2 separate regions of the Rattus norvegicus genome follow, and region 1 is linked to region 2. The links are chromatin contacts, called in public Hi-C maps. All regions are on one chromosome and are shown on one strand. Each heading gives the region's core, a stretch centred on a gene start, on an enhancer-like site or on the middle of the called end of the contact. The rest is flanking DNA. Distances are from core to core; before and after follow the strand shown.

Region 1 (4,433 bases), core at 1,471-3,970, 300 kb before region 2:
CAGGAGCGCCACACCAGTGTCCCCCCTAATGAATCCTAAATAACCAGGGCGCTGTGACACTGGGACACCGCCTGGCTGCCCGTGTGAAAACACCTCTCATAGAAGCAGCCCTAAAAATATTACTGTACAAACAATTTCTCTCTTCATTCTTGTACCTCAGGATATTTAGTAAATTCTACTTCTAACTTTGTGTTGGTGAGATCGTTCACAGCCAATGGAGTCATCCCTGGCCCAGGAAAATACACTTGCCAGCCTCCTGCTGCACTGGAGCCCACAGGAGACATGGGTGTGACAGTACCTGCAAGGCCATGGCGATCTGGACAAACCACTCCACCACCTGACTCTCAGGCAGAAGCTGCCCCTTCTGCTCCTTGAGCTTCCGGTACAGATCGCCTCCTTCGCAGAAGCCCATGACGATGTAGAGCAGACCGTCTCCGCCCTCCCATGACTCTTTGTAGGTGACAATGTTGGGGTGCTTCAACTGAGACAGGAGCTGAGCCTCCTGCTCTGCCGCTCGACGCTCCCGGCTGGAGGCATTCCGGAGGTTCAGCTTTTTGATGACATACTAGCAAAGGAAATGCAAACTTTCACGAGGTGTAAGAAAACTGAATCTCGGGGTTCAGAAGTAGCTAAGAGTTCTTGTGAATGCCCAGCCTTCAAAAACCAACCTTCTGGGGTCTATCAGATAACCTATTGAGACTTGTTTTCAAAAGGCGTAAAATTACCAGTACAATGCACAGAAGACGAGGCAGCGAGATGATCAAAAAGCATAAACTTAGCCAGGTGGTGCTGGTGAGTGCGTGAATATAATCCCAGCACTCGAGAGGCGGAGGCAGGCAAATCTCTGAGTTTGAGGCCAGCCTGGTCTACTGAGCAAGGTCCAGGACAGCCAGGACTACACAGAGAAACCCTATCTCGAACAATCAGATCAAATCAAATCAAAACAAAACAGCATAAAACTGGGGGTAATACTTGCTATTGACAATTACGCTTTTGTTCCGTGCCAGCGTTAAACAGGGCCTGGCACACGTTAGACAAGTACTCTACTACTTACGTCCGCCAGACGAGCCCACCCCAGGTCATAGCTGAACAAGTCACCCTTCCCTTTGCAGTTTACTACTTCTTGACTCTGCAATCCCAACCATTCTGAAGGTTGGGGCAGAAGGGTGACTTAGGCCCAGAATTTTGAAGACAAACAAACATAGTGATATGCTATCTCAAAAAAAAAAATTACTAATGACTAAAAAGTGAACCTAACATACTATTAGACCAACTAAAAAGAAAGTCCTTAACATCTAAATTCTCCCTATCAATAAGCATTAAGATATAGCTTAAATGTGCATCTGTGAACGGAATGAGATGCATTAGATACTCATGGCCCCAATAAAGTTAAAGTATCAGTGGCCCTCCACATAGGACCAATCCCATTAAAAATAAAATCCTTTGCAATCTAATATACTGCTCTCAAGCATCTCAAAGATCACATACTCACTCCTTCAATAAACACACATAGAAATGTGTTTCCTGAAGTGCAAACTACTACTCAAAATTATTGTTATAGCTAAACTCTCACTCTTAGCACAAATGTCCCACAGTTCCCCGGGGTGCCTACTCAATCAACCTATGTGAAAGCTTGTGTTCTAGGCAGAGAATTTAGCATATGTCCCGAGGAAGAGTAGGAGAGTGGGTCTTATACTTAAGGGGTGTGTACTCTCTCAGCTTGTTGTTATCACTGTCTGGGTAGAACTCTGAGATATCGCTTATCAGCTTTATAATTGTCCCTGCTCTTGCAAAGCATTCTATGGCCACTCTGAGAGCAAAGCATCCTGAAAAACTGGTTCATTAGCCTTTAGGTGATGGCAGAAAGTACTTTACACAAAGCAGTAATGCCAGATTTTAGTTTAAGAAAGACCCCTGCGGCCGAAGTGACAGGTTAGAGAAAAGAAAGCAGGTAACAGGAACTAGTTGGGAAGGAGTGGGCATTTAGCTACAAAGACTGGTGGCCTGTATTGGGGTGTTACCAACAGAGATGAAGATGCCGGTTTGACCTAGTAGTGGCGGGAATATAATCAGCGTTGGAGACATTACAGATAATTGTCTCGAGTCCAGCTTCGGAAACTGCACGGCTGGTCAAGCTACTCACTGAAGTAGGGACCGTGAGAAAGTGCTGGCGAGAAGGTGATGAGTTTTTAAGCAGCCCAAGTTGCACAAGAGACAGGGCTTATCAGGTGGCACTGATTTAGGCCTTGGGAACACATGGCCCCTGTTCTCAAGAAACTTTCAGGTGACAGGTTTGTAGATAAAGTACACTAATTAATTCTAAAGAATAGACAAAGTTTGGGGCTCCTATTATAGGGGAAGTTGGGAAGCTGACCTCGTATGCGAGGTGAGTCCCTGCCCACCATTCCGGGCCTAGTAGAATTGAGGACGCCCTCGCAGTACCCATACCCCTTCCCTCATCGCCCCTGGCCAGGTCCCAAGTCCCCGACCTGCTTGCCGTCCCGCCGATGCTTCACGAGCGTCACCTCCCCGTAACTACCCCTGCCCACGACCCGCAAGTAACAGTATGCGGCTTGGGGCATGTTCCCGAAGGAGGCCTACAGTCGGGAAGCTGCGGTAGCGGCGCATAAGGCAGCGGGAGGCCCCGCTCATGCCCGACTGGAAGTGAAGTCGTCCATAATCGCGGCCCACCCGGTGTAGGAGCTTCCAGGCCCGGCCCACCCGGACGCCGCTACCATAGCGATACAGGCGGGGTAGTCCTGCGCATGCGCAGAGTCGGAAGACGCGCCATAGAGCCGACCTAGACGCGGCGGCCAGAGCGGCTCCTGGTGCTTGAGGGGGCGGGGAAGGGGATGACCAACCATCGATGCGTCACTGAAGCGGCCAGAGCGGTCCCGGAGGACCTGCCATAGAGCGTCGCTCCTGGGAGGCCAGAGTGACTCCCGAGCCGCACTTCTACGCTTTGGTTCTGCACTTGCTCGATGACTCCTTGCTGGTTTCAAGCCTGTTACGAATATGGTTCATTCGTTCTACAAACATTAGCCGTTTCTGTGCTTGACTCACATTCAGTTGAAAAAGTGGACAACTCTAGATTTCACCAATGTTTGCTCTGTTTTGTCGCATGCCAGTATTCGGCCTGCGTTTTTGATGCTTTGTAAAGTGCAGTGAAGACATCAGTACACTTCATCCCTAAAAGTTTCAGCGTGCTTTACTGAGACTTGCAAAGATCTCTCACAGAATGATTGCCAAACCACCATCCTGAAAGACTTCACAGAGCTTCATGCTACTTCCACGGAGCATCAAAAAAAATTTTGATTCCCATTTTGTGTGGGAAGATACAATCCCATCTTTTATAATAGTCAACTAGCAAATATAGCTGGTGGAATTGCTTTTACAATAACCAACTATTACTTATGATGGTGGTGGTGATGATGATGATGATGATGATGTTACTGTTGTTGAGATAAGATCTACCTATCTCTTGTGTGTAATTGGAAATTTTCAGTTTGCCAAGGAGCCTCGGTGCTCACTTCTCTATTTCCCTTCATCATTTGTTGGTGTGTGTGTGTGTGTATTTATAAAAGAGGTCTCACTATGTCAGCACATATAGCCCAGAGTTCTAGAGAGATCAGCCTGCCTCTGCCTTCTGTAAGTAACATAATATTTGCATTAACGTAGGGGTATGGAATAGAACTCTAGGGAAAGGGGGAAATGTCACAGGATAACAAATGGCAAGCCACAGAATGGGGAGAATATTTGGGAAGCCATGCAGGAGAGGAAGATCTTTAAGTTTTACTTATCCATTTGCTTTTGCGTAGCAGGTAATGGAAATGGTGTCTCTTCTACAGCATGCAGATAAGGCTCAACAACTTGGAATGATGGCAGGCATGAAAGGGAAGAAGCTGGCTCTGCCTTCTGAGTGTGGAATTACAGGTGTGTGCCTCCATGCCCAGCCCTCATTCTCGCTTTAAAAGACCCAGTTACCTCTGCCCAGTTGAATGAAGCTCAGCTTTGCCTGCTACTACTGTCAATAGTTACTAGACAACGGTCTGCCCCCTCAGCTCTAGCAAATGCTTGCCTTTGCTTATCTTTAGCAATATCACTAACTAGAATTCAATATTCATTTATGGTTCCCTTTGTTTGGTTTTCTTATGGAGAGGAAATTGTCATTCCGAAGAAATGTACCAAACCTAAATGTGTAACTAGATCATTTTGGCAGATGCAGTCACTCAAATATATTAAGATATAGACCAAAGGATATGGAGAAATTAGGACCCTGTGCATTGCTGATGAGAACGGGAAATGGCTCAGCTTGTGTGGAAATTGGTATCAAGCTCCTTGAAAAAATTACACATGTAATCAAACCATTTTACCTCAGGATACATACACCAAAAATAAATACATAAATAAGTGCATACAATAAGAACAGGGAG
Region 2 (4,947 bases), core at 913-3,412:
CATAGAAATGTTATAGGAATGTGTTTGTTTTAATCCTAGGTGTGGGATATGGGCTGCTTTCGGTTGTCCACAGTGGCAGACTATGATTTGCCTCGTGCTCTGGCAGGGGTGTGATTTTGTCAGCTGCAGCTAGCTAGTTTCTGCAAGTATCTGACATTTGGAATGTGGGAGACTCTTGAGAAAGTATAAAATGCTAGATCCCTGAGAGGGGTAAGGCAGCTGCTATTTCTCCTGATGCTGCTGGTTGCTGGCTGGTGATATCTTGACAACAAATAGCAAAACTGTCCCGAGGAACTGACACCCCTAGTCAGCAGGAGGCATCTGACGACCCTGATGGTCCCCTTCCCCTCTAGCCTTCTTTCTCTCCTACCTAGTGCTGGGGTTGGAAGGAATGGGCTAGAGATAGGAACCCATAAAGAAGCTAAAAAGTCTGACTAGAAAGACAAAACAAAATGCTGTGCGTGCGTGCGTGGGTGCGTGGGTGCGTGCATTCGTGTGTGTGCGTGTGCGTGCGTGCATAATACGGGTGGATGAGTATGCATGCCACAGCATGTGTGTGGCGGTCAGGGGACATCTTTGTGGAGTCAGTTTTCTCCTCCTAAGTTTACATGGATTTCAGGGTTTGAATTCAGGTTACCAAGTTTGTTTGGCAAGAGCAACTTTACCAACCGAGCCACTTCATTTGCTAAAGATGACTTGAACACTCTATCCTCTTGCCCTCAGCTTCCAAGTCCACCATATCTGGTTCATATGGTGTTGGAAACTGAAATCAGGCAAAGGCCCTGACAGATGAGGTAGCCCTGTTCTTATTTTTAAGGTAGGGTCTGATATGGCCCATGTAGCCTTGAACCCAATCCATAGCTAAGCTGAGGATGACACTGAACTCCTGCCCCACCTACCAAGTGCTGGAATTATAGGCACACCATCACATCCTGCCTCCCGGTCTTAACTTAACTGGAAATACCACTTTTGCCGTGTGCTGACTGTAGGGAACTAAGGCAGCACTTGGAGTTATTTTTTCTGCTCTAACCTTTAATGGCAGTGTGTATTCTAACCTTGCTGTTGCCTCAACCCCAATTATTCCAAAATGCTCTACAGTCACAGGCGACGACGAGAGAGAACTCCAAGAGAACTCCAAGAACGCAGGGCTCCTCTCAGCCCTGACTCCTCTTCCCTTTTCTTACAGACAAGGAGAACACAGGCCTGAGTCCTCCCAGACTGCACTGCCCACAGGGAGCTGGTAAGCTCTGAGCAGGCACCAAGGCATCTCTAGCCCTAAAGGGGCACAGGAACTGAGTCACACCATGGTTTTTTTTTTGTTTTTTTTTTTTTTTTTGTTCTTTTTTTTTCCGGAGCTGGGGACCGAACCCAGGGCCTTGCACTTCCTAGGTAAGTGCTCTACCACTGAGCTAAATCTCCAGCCCCGAGTCACACCTGTTTAACACTGCCCAACCATCGCTTTTCTCCAGGACGAGAGCTGCCAGACAACACCACAAGAGGGCACTGTGGACCGCTAATCCTCAGAGTCTGCCCATGGGCAGCTCGGGGAAGTGAGGAGGAAGTGAGGAAGTCATCTTTCCCATCACCCCTGTTGTGGCACAGTGCTGTCCTCTGAGGGATCCATGCTGTAACTCCTGAGGTGTGTTCAGAGGAAATGAAAAGTTGAAGTTTGCCCATGGGGTCGTGTGTGTGTGTGTGTGTGTGTGTGTGTGTGTGTGTGTGTGTGTGTGTGTGTGTGTCCCACCAAGACAGAGTCTCACTTAGGTAGCCCAGGCTGGCTTCAAACACTTGCAGGCATCCTTCCTCTTCACGCTCTCAACTGCTGGGATTGGAGGTCTGAGCCAGTCGTCCAGACTCCATTTTGGAAGCCTGCTTGCCAGTAGGTAGTAATGTGTTTGAGGAAATAATTCAGCTTTCAGAGTAGAAAGTCCTTGGGAGAGTGACTAGTCTGGAAGCTTATAATCAAGGACTTCCTCTCCTAATGCTTCAGGGTCGATGGCCTGTGGCTCAGAAGGAATGGCTACACTGCTTAATACAGCTGAAGCACTCATTCAGAACACGTTTGCAGAAGTCCACTCTCGGCTCTGGTTCTCAGGCCACTGGGGGTAGAAAAGAAGAAGCAAATTCTGGGGACTTGTACCCTTGTACCTATCCAGAATAGACCTTGCTTGGCCTGGTGAAGGAGACTAGCTAACAACGCTGGGTTGGTCCAATTGCACTCTGTTCCTAAGCAGACATCCATGCTGGGCTAATGGACACACCGAGGCTTGGGAGGTGAAAGGTGATGGACAGGAACTGCAGGAAAGGCCAAGAACGAGAACCAGGCTCATCCTGCTGAGTCATTGCTCCCTTCCCAAACTTCTGTGACTCGGATGATCAGCTGTGTCCCTCCCACACTGGTAAGTCACCGGGAAGCGGAGGCCACAGCCCATCACCTCTACCACCTACAGCACTCCCCTCCCCACTTTCTCTTCTTACAGGCCACAGATGGCCTCAAACTTGCCTCCTGTTTTCACCCACCTCAGGACCATCCTTCTCACTTCGTACCTGCAGCGCTGCCAGCCTCCCGCAGAGATGTCGTACTCTTAACCTGTCTAGGGCAACCTTCACTGTAGATTGCGCTTTGGCATCAAGCTTAGAGTCTAGGGCTTATACTGCTTCTTGACTTAGCCCAAAGGCCACAGGCTAGACAGTTAACTTTGCTAAGGCTTGGTTTTGTCATCTGCAAAATGGGATTAAGTTCTACTTCACATTTAAGGTCAGGTAGGCATGGTGACACATGCCTGTAGTAAGAGCACTCAAGGCAGGAGGGACTAAGAGCCTAAGGCCAGCTACACAGTGAGACCCCCGTCTCAAAAAGAGAGAAACAAGTCCTATTTGATGGAGGTGGTAGGAGACTAAATGAGAGAAAAACAAGATACATGAAGCACCTTTACACGGCACCATTAGAAAAACCTTCAGATGTGTGTGACAGCCCACGCCTGTAACCCAGCACTCAGGAAGCTGGGTTACCTTAGACCCTGTTAGACTCTGGAAGAAGGAGAGCCCCCGTCTGCACTTGGATGCCCATCTGGTTCCAACAATAACTGCAGACCACAGTCACACAGAAGTCCCTGCTAAACTCAGTGGGACACAAAATAAAACAGAAAACTGTGGACCCTCCACAGCAGGCGCGTCCTTGGCGGAATCCATGCTGGACTGCTGTGGTGGGGAGCGTCCACTCAGTCAACCACACTGTGTCATTCAGTGTCCTCGGAGCGGACGCCCAGGGTGGACGGAGCATTCAGGGTTGGGACTGAGAATGTGGCCTTTGAGTCATGAAATGAGAAAGAGGTCTGTGGGAGGTGGCAGGGTAGATGAGGGTAGTAGGAAGCTGGGAGAGGGTGAGTCTTTGAGTAAAGGATTGTACGTGTGCGAAATTGTTGAAGAACAGATTTAACTTTAAAGATTAAAAATAGCAAATCCTTTTGCATTCTAAAATCAAACCATCCATAAGTTCCACTGCCCCCAGCAAGGTCACCTTCCACTCGACTGAAGTCACTGCCACTTGCAGAGAGCCCACACGCCATGTTCAGCTCCCTCTATGACTCCATCCACCCTTCTTTCCCTCTCCCTGTCTGGTCTACTCAACCCATATGTCAATCCCAACCCGACGCAGGCCACAGAACAGGCTGAGCCTATCTTTTGTCTTCCTGTGGTTCTCTGTATCACCACACATCCCAGTTCACTTCTGCCACCCCTGTTAAGCTCTAGCTCAAAAGCAGCTTCCGGGCTGGAGAGATGGCTCAGCAGTTAAGAGCACCGACTGCTCTTCCAGAGGTCCTGAGTTCAATTCCCAGCACCCACATGGTGGCTCACAACCATCTGTAATGGGATCCGATGCCCTTTTCTGGTGTGTCTGAAGACGGATACAGTGTACGCATATACATTAAATAAATAAATAAATCTAAAAAAAAGCAGCTTCCTCCAGGAAGCCTTCCTGAAAGCTCCCAGGTAGAATCTCCACCCATCCGATCACCTGCTCTGATGGCACCACTAAGTGCAGTCTTGCAGCGTGGTTGCTGAGTGTATCGGCTCTCTGCACAGTGCATTCAACATGGGTCATGCTGAACACATGCTTGCCGAGGTGAATGCTGCAGCTTAAATATTTCAGGTTACTCAGACATGCCAAAGAATATAAAAAGTGGCCATCATTTGAGGTGCCGTTATTTTATTATAAACCCAAATGAATACCTATTTTAAAAAAACAAACAGAATTCTAGAAGACTAGGAAAGGAAACCTTAACGTTTGGCGCAGCTGATCTTACACGTGACTGTGAGTAGTTTTACAGGAGCCTGGTGTAGAAAGCTCTCAAGGAGACATGCAGGTACGCTGCTCACGGGAGCGCTGAAGACAGGCTGTTCTCTTCTTGTTGTTTGTTTGGTGATCGTTTGGGGGCAGGGACTCACTATGCAGACCAGGCTGGCCTTGAACTTACAGAGATCTACCTGCCTCCCAAATGTCGGGATTAAATGCACACACCATTACACCTGGCCTAAGACTCCTTCCTCTCTTTACCCCTTTAGAAATAACAAGCCTGAGTAATTTACCTACCTGGAACTTCCCAATCTTTCAGTAAATAAAAAACTAGCATGGGCAATAAGCCCGATTCTTTTTAGAAAACTGGTTAACCACACAGACCAAGCCTGGTCCACAGAAAGCAATTACAAGGAAGTGAATAAAAACAAGCTGTCTGGTTTGGGGTTAAGTCACTTAACTCCTCTGAGCGCCAGAAGGAGACGATAGCAGGGTCTTACAAATACTAGCTATATCCTCATACTTTTCTCTGTTTTTAAACGTGGGGCGGGGTCTCTCTAAGTTGCCCAGGCAGCATGAACTCACCATACAGCCCAGGAACTCCAGGAAGTCTTGTCCTCCTACCTCAGCCTCTCGAGCAGCTGGGATTG

What was found. Hi-C and Micro-C count contacts between places; a contact is called where the count stands out from the background.
Region 1: a Hi-C map of mammary epithelial cells shows a contact between it and region 2, with 1.9 times the contacts expected there. The contact joins the promoter of Nek4 here to the enhancer-like site in region 2. A contact is called at or near these places in 4 of 12 Hi-C or Micro-C datasets (the Rat2 cell line, Schwann cells, liver and 1 more).

What each region holds. Positions count from the first base shown.
Region 1 is chr16:6,149,706-6,154,138 of GRCr8, reverse strand. It overlaps Nek4 (NIMA-related kinase 4), which reads right to left and starts at 2,720. Exons shown (of 15, transcript NM_001013134.2): 1 at 2,490-2,720; 2 at 299-565. The coding sequence starts at 2,582.
Region 2 is chr16:5,848,881-5,853,827 of GRCr8, reverse strand. All of the region lies in intron 6 of Rft1 (RFT1 homolog), which reads right to left. Among named protein-coding and RNA genes, the nearest start is that of Rft1, 18 kb to the right of the region's middle. Within about 2 kb of position 2,162, at least 7 of the 93 cell types and tissues checked have an H3K27ac peak or open chromatin away from gene starts, as enhancers often do.